Linked DNA regions of Mus musculus: region 1 is linked to region 2. A link is a contact called in public Hi-C data. All regions are on one chromosome and are shown on one strand. Each heading gives the region's core, a stretch centred on a gene start, on an enhancer-like site or on the middle of the called end of the contact. The rest is flanking DNA. Distances are from core to core; before and after follow the strand shown.

Region 1 (2,773 bases), core at 37-2,536, 280 kb after region 2:
CGGAACCTCCTCTATCTCCACCAAGGTCATCCATCTACTACACTGTTACTAACCTAAGTCTAGGCTGAGGCTGAGGCTTGTATAGTCTGGCAACAGGGCACACGCTCAGCAAGCATGAGATGCTGGGCTCAAAAGGGAAAGATTGTGAGGGCAGGTGGTGCACCCCAGCTACTCTGGAGGCTGAGACAGGACAAGTTCCAGGGCAGCCTAAGCAACAACAGTAACAGCAAAAATAAACCAAGATTGTAAACCTATCAAACCTTTCGATCTTACTCCCAACCTGGGCAACAGAGAGACTGTATTTTCAAAAGAGAATAAAGTAAGTCCTGTGGCTTAGTTCCATTTTGCCTTTCTAGATTACACTTTGACTTTCACAGATATTACTGTATTTGTTCCATTTTATCGCACCCTGTGCATCTTTATAGCCCCTCACTTTGGTTTTTGCTGCTCTCGGTTACTATAGGATGTAATTCCCTGCAGAGCCAAGGCAGGTTAGTCCTTTCAAAGCAAGTACCCCAAACGTTCTCTGCACTCAATAATGTCTACATAACACAACAGGTTTTGCTTTACTTTGCCTGTAGCCCCCACACAAGAAGTTCTTCGAGGGTTGAAACTGTTTAATTCGTGTTTATATACTAGCCTCTTAGGCGCCTGGTATAGGTAAAATGCCTGGTTAAAATGATTATCGAAGCCCTGAGTGAGGGTGCACGGTTTTTATGGCAGCCCTCGGGAGCAGTCACGGGGCTCCCGGCAAGCTCTAGGTTAGTCTTGTCTACATGGCTAGATCGAGGAAGACAGCACTACACAGCAAGCCACTCAGAACAAATTATCAAACGGACTCCTTCCATCCACACTCAAATAGGAGTTTGTTTTCATATTAGCCCGGGGTCACAACCACAGTGCAGAAGCGGAAAGTACGAGCTGGGGACACCAGCCAGCACGTAAACACTTGGGCCTTTAGGCTATAGCGGTCAACGTTGCGTCCGCATAGGTGGTGCCTCGAGGGCACAAGAGCAAGTTCCCTCCTCTCAAGACGTCCCACCACCCAGCGGGCGAGCTCTAACTCCTTCCTCTCCCCTGCTTCAGCCTGCAGCAAGAACCTTTGATGGCCAAGACACCTCACCTCGAGCTCCTTGGCCACTGCAGAGAACGCCCAGCTTTAAGAGAACCGCCATGTCGCTTTCGAGGGCTCAAGGTCACTCTACAACCCGGAAACAGTTATGTAGTAAGTCCCGCCCCGCGTAAAAGAACGGTGAGGCAACCTGAAGCGTGAACCGGAAGGCAGGAGACGGTGCGCTGCCACCGCGCGTGCGCACCCCAGCGAAGCGCCTGACTCCGACAATGGCCGAGCTTGGTGAAGCGGACGAAGCGGAGTTACAACGCCTGGTGGCCGCCGAACAGCAGAAGGCGCAATTCACTGCGCAGGTACGAGGATGAGGAAGGAACAGGGGAAGGAGGGTGAGGCGCAGATCCCGGGCACTCACGGAGCTCTGGACACTGCGGCACAGCGGCCCCACTCGATCCGGGCTGCGCCTCCCGCCCCAGTGATCTACAGTGCTCAGTGCCCGGGAGGCAAGCGCTGCGTGGGAGGAAAGGGTTCGAAAACAGCGGAAAGGTTTGGGCCACAGGAGCATGCGGTTATTAGCTGGTCGCTGGTCGGGAATGGCACTCGGAATCTCTGGGTTCCGACCTTGGAGCACAGGTGCCTGGAGACAAGACACCCGTCCTCACCATGAGATCTGGGTTCGTTGTTGCCCGCTGCCTCTGCATTGGATAATGTGATGATGTATTTGTAAATGGTGATCATTATTAGAGAAAGATGAGCCCTGCAGCTATCAGTGTTGACTCATTTGGTGTGGGACAGCGTATTTCCTACTAGGGTTTTAACCGTTCAATCAAGATAACCTTGGAAGTACTGATAGCTATCAAGAACCGACAGGTTAATGTCCTGACTTCCTCTGATTTAATAGTACTGCTAGTTGCTTTGAGAATTGTGAAAGTATGAATCGTTGGTTTGAAGACAGGGTTTCTCTGTTAGCCTGGCTGTCTTGCAACTCCCTCTGTAGACCAGGCTGGCCTTAACTCTGAGATCCACCTGCCTCTGACTCCCAAGTGCTGGGATTAAAGACCTGCCCCATCATCTCTCTGCAAAAGAATGAGTTCTAATGAGAATTTACTGATCTGGGGCTGTTACTGGTGACAAAGTAAAGAAAGAGTAGTCCTGAAGTGATCCTACAATATGCTATTAAATATCACAGAATGATGAACTAAGATATCTCATACCCTAATGACTAAAAAAGGTTTTTCTCTGCCCTTAGGTGCATCACTTCATGGAACTATGTTGGGATAAGTGTGTGGAGAAGCCAGGAAGTCGGCTAGACTCCCGCACTGAAAACTGCCTCTCTAGCTGTGTGGATCGCTTCATTGACACTACTCTTGCCATCACCGGTCGGTTTGCCCAGATCGTACAGAAAGGAGGGCAGTAGGCCATACCTTAGAATGACAGAAGACCAAAAGACTTGTTACCAAGCAGATTGAATGGCCAGTGGTGAAAGACCTGCCAACCTGTCAGGTTAGCGTCAGGCAGTTACAAAGTCTGTTGGTGTTAAAAAGTAACAGAGCAAATGTTCAAAAGTGAAATTTTATTTATGGGAATTCAGTAATTCCAACTTGTATCACACCAGTTAATAAATGTGAAGTCTCCAATTCTTGTTCTTCTAAATCCCAATTTAGGATTCAACATAATCATCTCTCAGGAACACTAATACATGTT
Region 2 (2,971 bases), core at 127-2,626:
AAATCAACATCCTTGTTTATACTAAATAAGGTGGTAATTTGGGACAGTAAGAAGAAAACAATGTTGTCTGTGGAAGAAAGTATACTTATGTCAGATTTACTTTCTAATATACCATATGCCCTGGTTACCCTTAACTAACAACTTGACACAGCTTAGAGTCATCCAAGAGAGAAGCCTCAACTAAGCAATTTCCTAGATCAAGTTGGCATGTATCAATGTCTAAGGAGGATTGTCTCAACTATTAGTTGATGTAGAAGGGACCAGCCCACTGTAGGCAGTGTCCTTCCTTAGGAAGGAGGTCCTGGGCTAGTAAAATAAAAAAATTAAAAAGTAAAATAATAATAATAATAATAATAATAATAATAATAATAATAATAATAATAATAAAGAGCTAGGTAAGCATGGCCTATTGAGCAAGCAGTGTTCCTCCATGGTATCTGCTTCAGATCCTAGCCCAACTTCCTGCCCTGACTTCCTTCAGTGATTAATTGTGACCTGAGAGTGTAGGCCAAATATAAACCCTTTCCTCCTTGAATTGTTTTTGGTCAGGGTAAAACACCGAATGAAACTAGGACATCATAGTCAAAAGTATGATTTTATTTGTTATTTTATCATCAATAGAGATGGACATTTCCATTTGGGCAATAACAATATCTAATAAGTTAATTCAATACTCCTGCTAGAAACCACCAAAAATACCAGAAAGATGGCTGTTGACTCTTTCTTTAAATCCAAGAAGGCCAGACAACATACTAAGAAATTACCACACTAAAGTATAATTGAGAATGAATTTCCCTGGCCAGGGAAATTGAGCAAAAAGCAGTGTTTGTCCTGAGGGCATGTCTCTACTAACCCGAGCTCCAGTTTAGATCCAGTTCAGTGACTGAACTGGGTGGAAGGAGCAGGAAGTATTTCAATTCACACGGATACTTCTTGTATGAAATAGCCTCTTCCAGATAAGAGTGAGCTCAGAAAAAACCCTTCCTCCCCACCTCATTCTTACCACAAGCACCCTGAGACACCAATAGGAGAGCTATTAGTCAGAACCACGGGGAGAAGATGAAACTAAAAACACGCCTGAGAAACTGTAAGCACACAAACCGCCATCAAATAGATTTGTAGCTTTGTGAGGGACAAAAAAAAAAGGAAAGAAAAAAAGTCCTCAGGACATGGATTTAAATTACTGTTTCTAGACCAGGAATTCCCTAAGGCATGCAATCGAACTAAACATGAGCCTTCTTTGAACAGCACACCTGCACAATGCCTCAAAGAATCTCTAAACATAATTTATTAGAGTACTACCACCCATATACTCAACAACAGGAAACCAGAGAGGCTGCTAACAGGCAGAAACTGATTCACAAACCTCAGATGCACTCAGTTGTTAGACTTCATTTTTTAAAAAATATTCAGTGATATAGGGCTCTGTGGTTAAGAGCTCTTCCAGAGCGTTCCAGATCCAACACACAACACCCACACGGTGATTCACCGCCACCTGTAACTCTAGTTCCAGGAGATCCATTGCCCCCTTCTGTCCTCCCTGGGCACCAATCACACATGTATACATGCAGGAAAATAGTCACACACACACAAAATAAAAATAAATATTTTCTTTTAAAAAAAAATCAATGATGAGGCTCAATGGAGAACACCTGCCTAGCATGTCCAAAGCTCTGGTTTCCATCAACACACATAAAAAGTTCAGCTGCCCTTATTGTATTGTATAAAAATGACCTTTTAAAAGAATATGTGCATTAAATCTCTACAACAAAATTATAAACTATTCCAGTTATAAAATATTTCAGCACCCTCTTTTGGTAACAATGCCTGGAAACATCTTGAAATAAACAACAGTGGATGGTTCTAGCCACTGACAAGCTGAGCTACGGGGGACAAGTGAGAGAAGACATGGGTTAGAAAGTAAGCCCTTATGGTTTGTATGTGCTTGGCCTAAGGAGTGTCACTATTAGAAGGTGTGGCCCTGGAGTAGGTGTGTCACTGTGGGTGTGGGCTTTAAGACTCATCTGAGCTGCCTGGAAGCCAGTCTTCTCATAACAGCCTTCAGATGAAGATGTAGAACTCTCAGCTCCTCCTGCACCATGCCTGCCTGGTTGCTGCCATGTTCCCACCTTGATGATAATGGACTGAACCTCTGAACCTGTAAGCCAATCCCAACTAAATGTTGTCCTTATAAGAGTTGCTTTGGTCATGGTATCTGTTCATAGCAGTAAAACCCTAAAACAGTAGTGCAGCATTTCAAAGGCAGTGCAGTGTTTCACACAGAGAAGAGGGAGAAAATCAGGAATTGTCAATATTTGAAATGATAGTGGTGGAATGTTGGTGAAAGTCACCAACAGACACATTTAAGAGTCCAAACTTCCCCAATAATAATGAAAAGCATGCATGCATATCCATCCCTGTGATACATAAACTAAAGAAGAGGGAAGAAAGCTACCTGACCACCAACTTCTTAGCTATAATGGTACCCAGGCCAAAAGGGAATAGCCAATGTATTGAAAACAAACAACTGCCAATCAAGAATTCAACTTCTGGCTGGGCAATGGTGGTGCACGCCTTTAATCCCAGCACTTGGGAGGCAGAGGCAGGTGGATTTCTGAGTTAGAGGCCAGCCTGGTTTACAAAGTGAGTTCCAGGACAGCCAGGGCTATACAGAGAAACCCTGTCTCAAAAAAAAAAAAAAAAAAAAAATCAACTTCTGGAAAAAAGAAAAAAAAAATACAAACTTCTTTCAAAAAAAAAAAAAAACCTGCAGCTTTCGCGGGTTCTGTTGCCTGCCTGTGGATCCTGTTCCCCTAACTGGACTGTCTTGGCTGGCCTCAGTGGGAGAGGATACATCTAGTTCTGCAATGTGACTTGAGATGTCAGGGTGGTTTGGTACCCAGGAGGACCTAACCCTTGTCAGAGATGGATAGGAGAGAGTGGGAGGCAGGGAGGCTACATTTAGGATGTA

Evidence for each region. Hi-C and Micro-C count contacts between places; a contact is called where the count stands out from the background.
Region 1: a contact with region 2 is called in a Hi-C map of Th2 cells, with 2.1 times the contacts expected there. The contact joins the promoter of Timm8b here to the enhancer-like site in region 2. A contact is called at or near these places in 4 of 484 Hi-C or Micro-C datasets (the Ba/F3 cell line, Th1 cells, Th2 cells and 1 more), 1 of 115 datasets of contacts at active chromatin or transcription factors (effector CD8 T cells) and 1 of 9 other capture datasets (pancreatic islet).

What each region holds. Positions count from the first base shown.
Region 1 is chr9:50,602,615-50,605,387 of GRCm38.p6, forward strand. It overlaps Timm8b (translocase of inner mitochondrial membrane 8B), which reads left to right and starts at 1,287. Exons shown (of 2, transcript NM_013897.2): 1 at 1,287-1,425; 2 at 2,319-2,706. The coding sequence starts at 1,342. The coding sequence ends at 2,486. Sdhd (succinate dehydrogenase complex, subunit D, integral membrane protein) reads right to left here and starts at 1,235. Exons shown (of 4, transcript NM_025848.3): 1 at 1,124-1,235. The coding sequence starts at 1,175. It overlaps Nkapd1 (NKAP domain containing 1), which reads right to left. Exons shown (of 6, transcript NM_212449.2): 6 at 2,626-2,773.
Region 2 is chr9:50,323,540-50,326,510 of GRCm38.p6, forward strand. No RefSeq gene overlaps it. Among named protein-coding and RNA genes, the nearest start is that of Gm39336, 23 kb to the left of the region's middle. Within about 2 kb of position 1,377, at least 28 of the 459 cell types and tissues checked have an H3K27ac peak or open chromatin away from gene starts, as enhancers often do. A contact at or near this core is called in Th1 cells, Th2 cells and effector CD8 T cells, where this site is marked.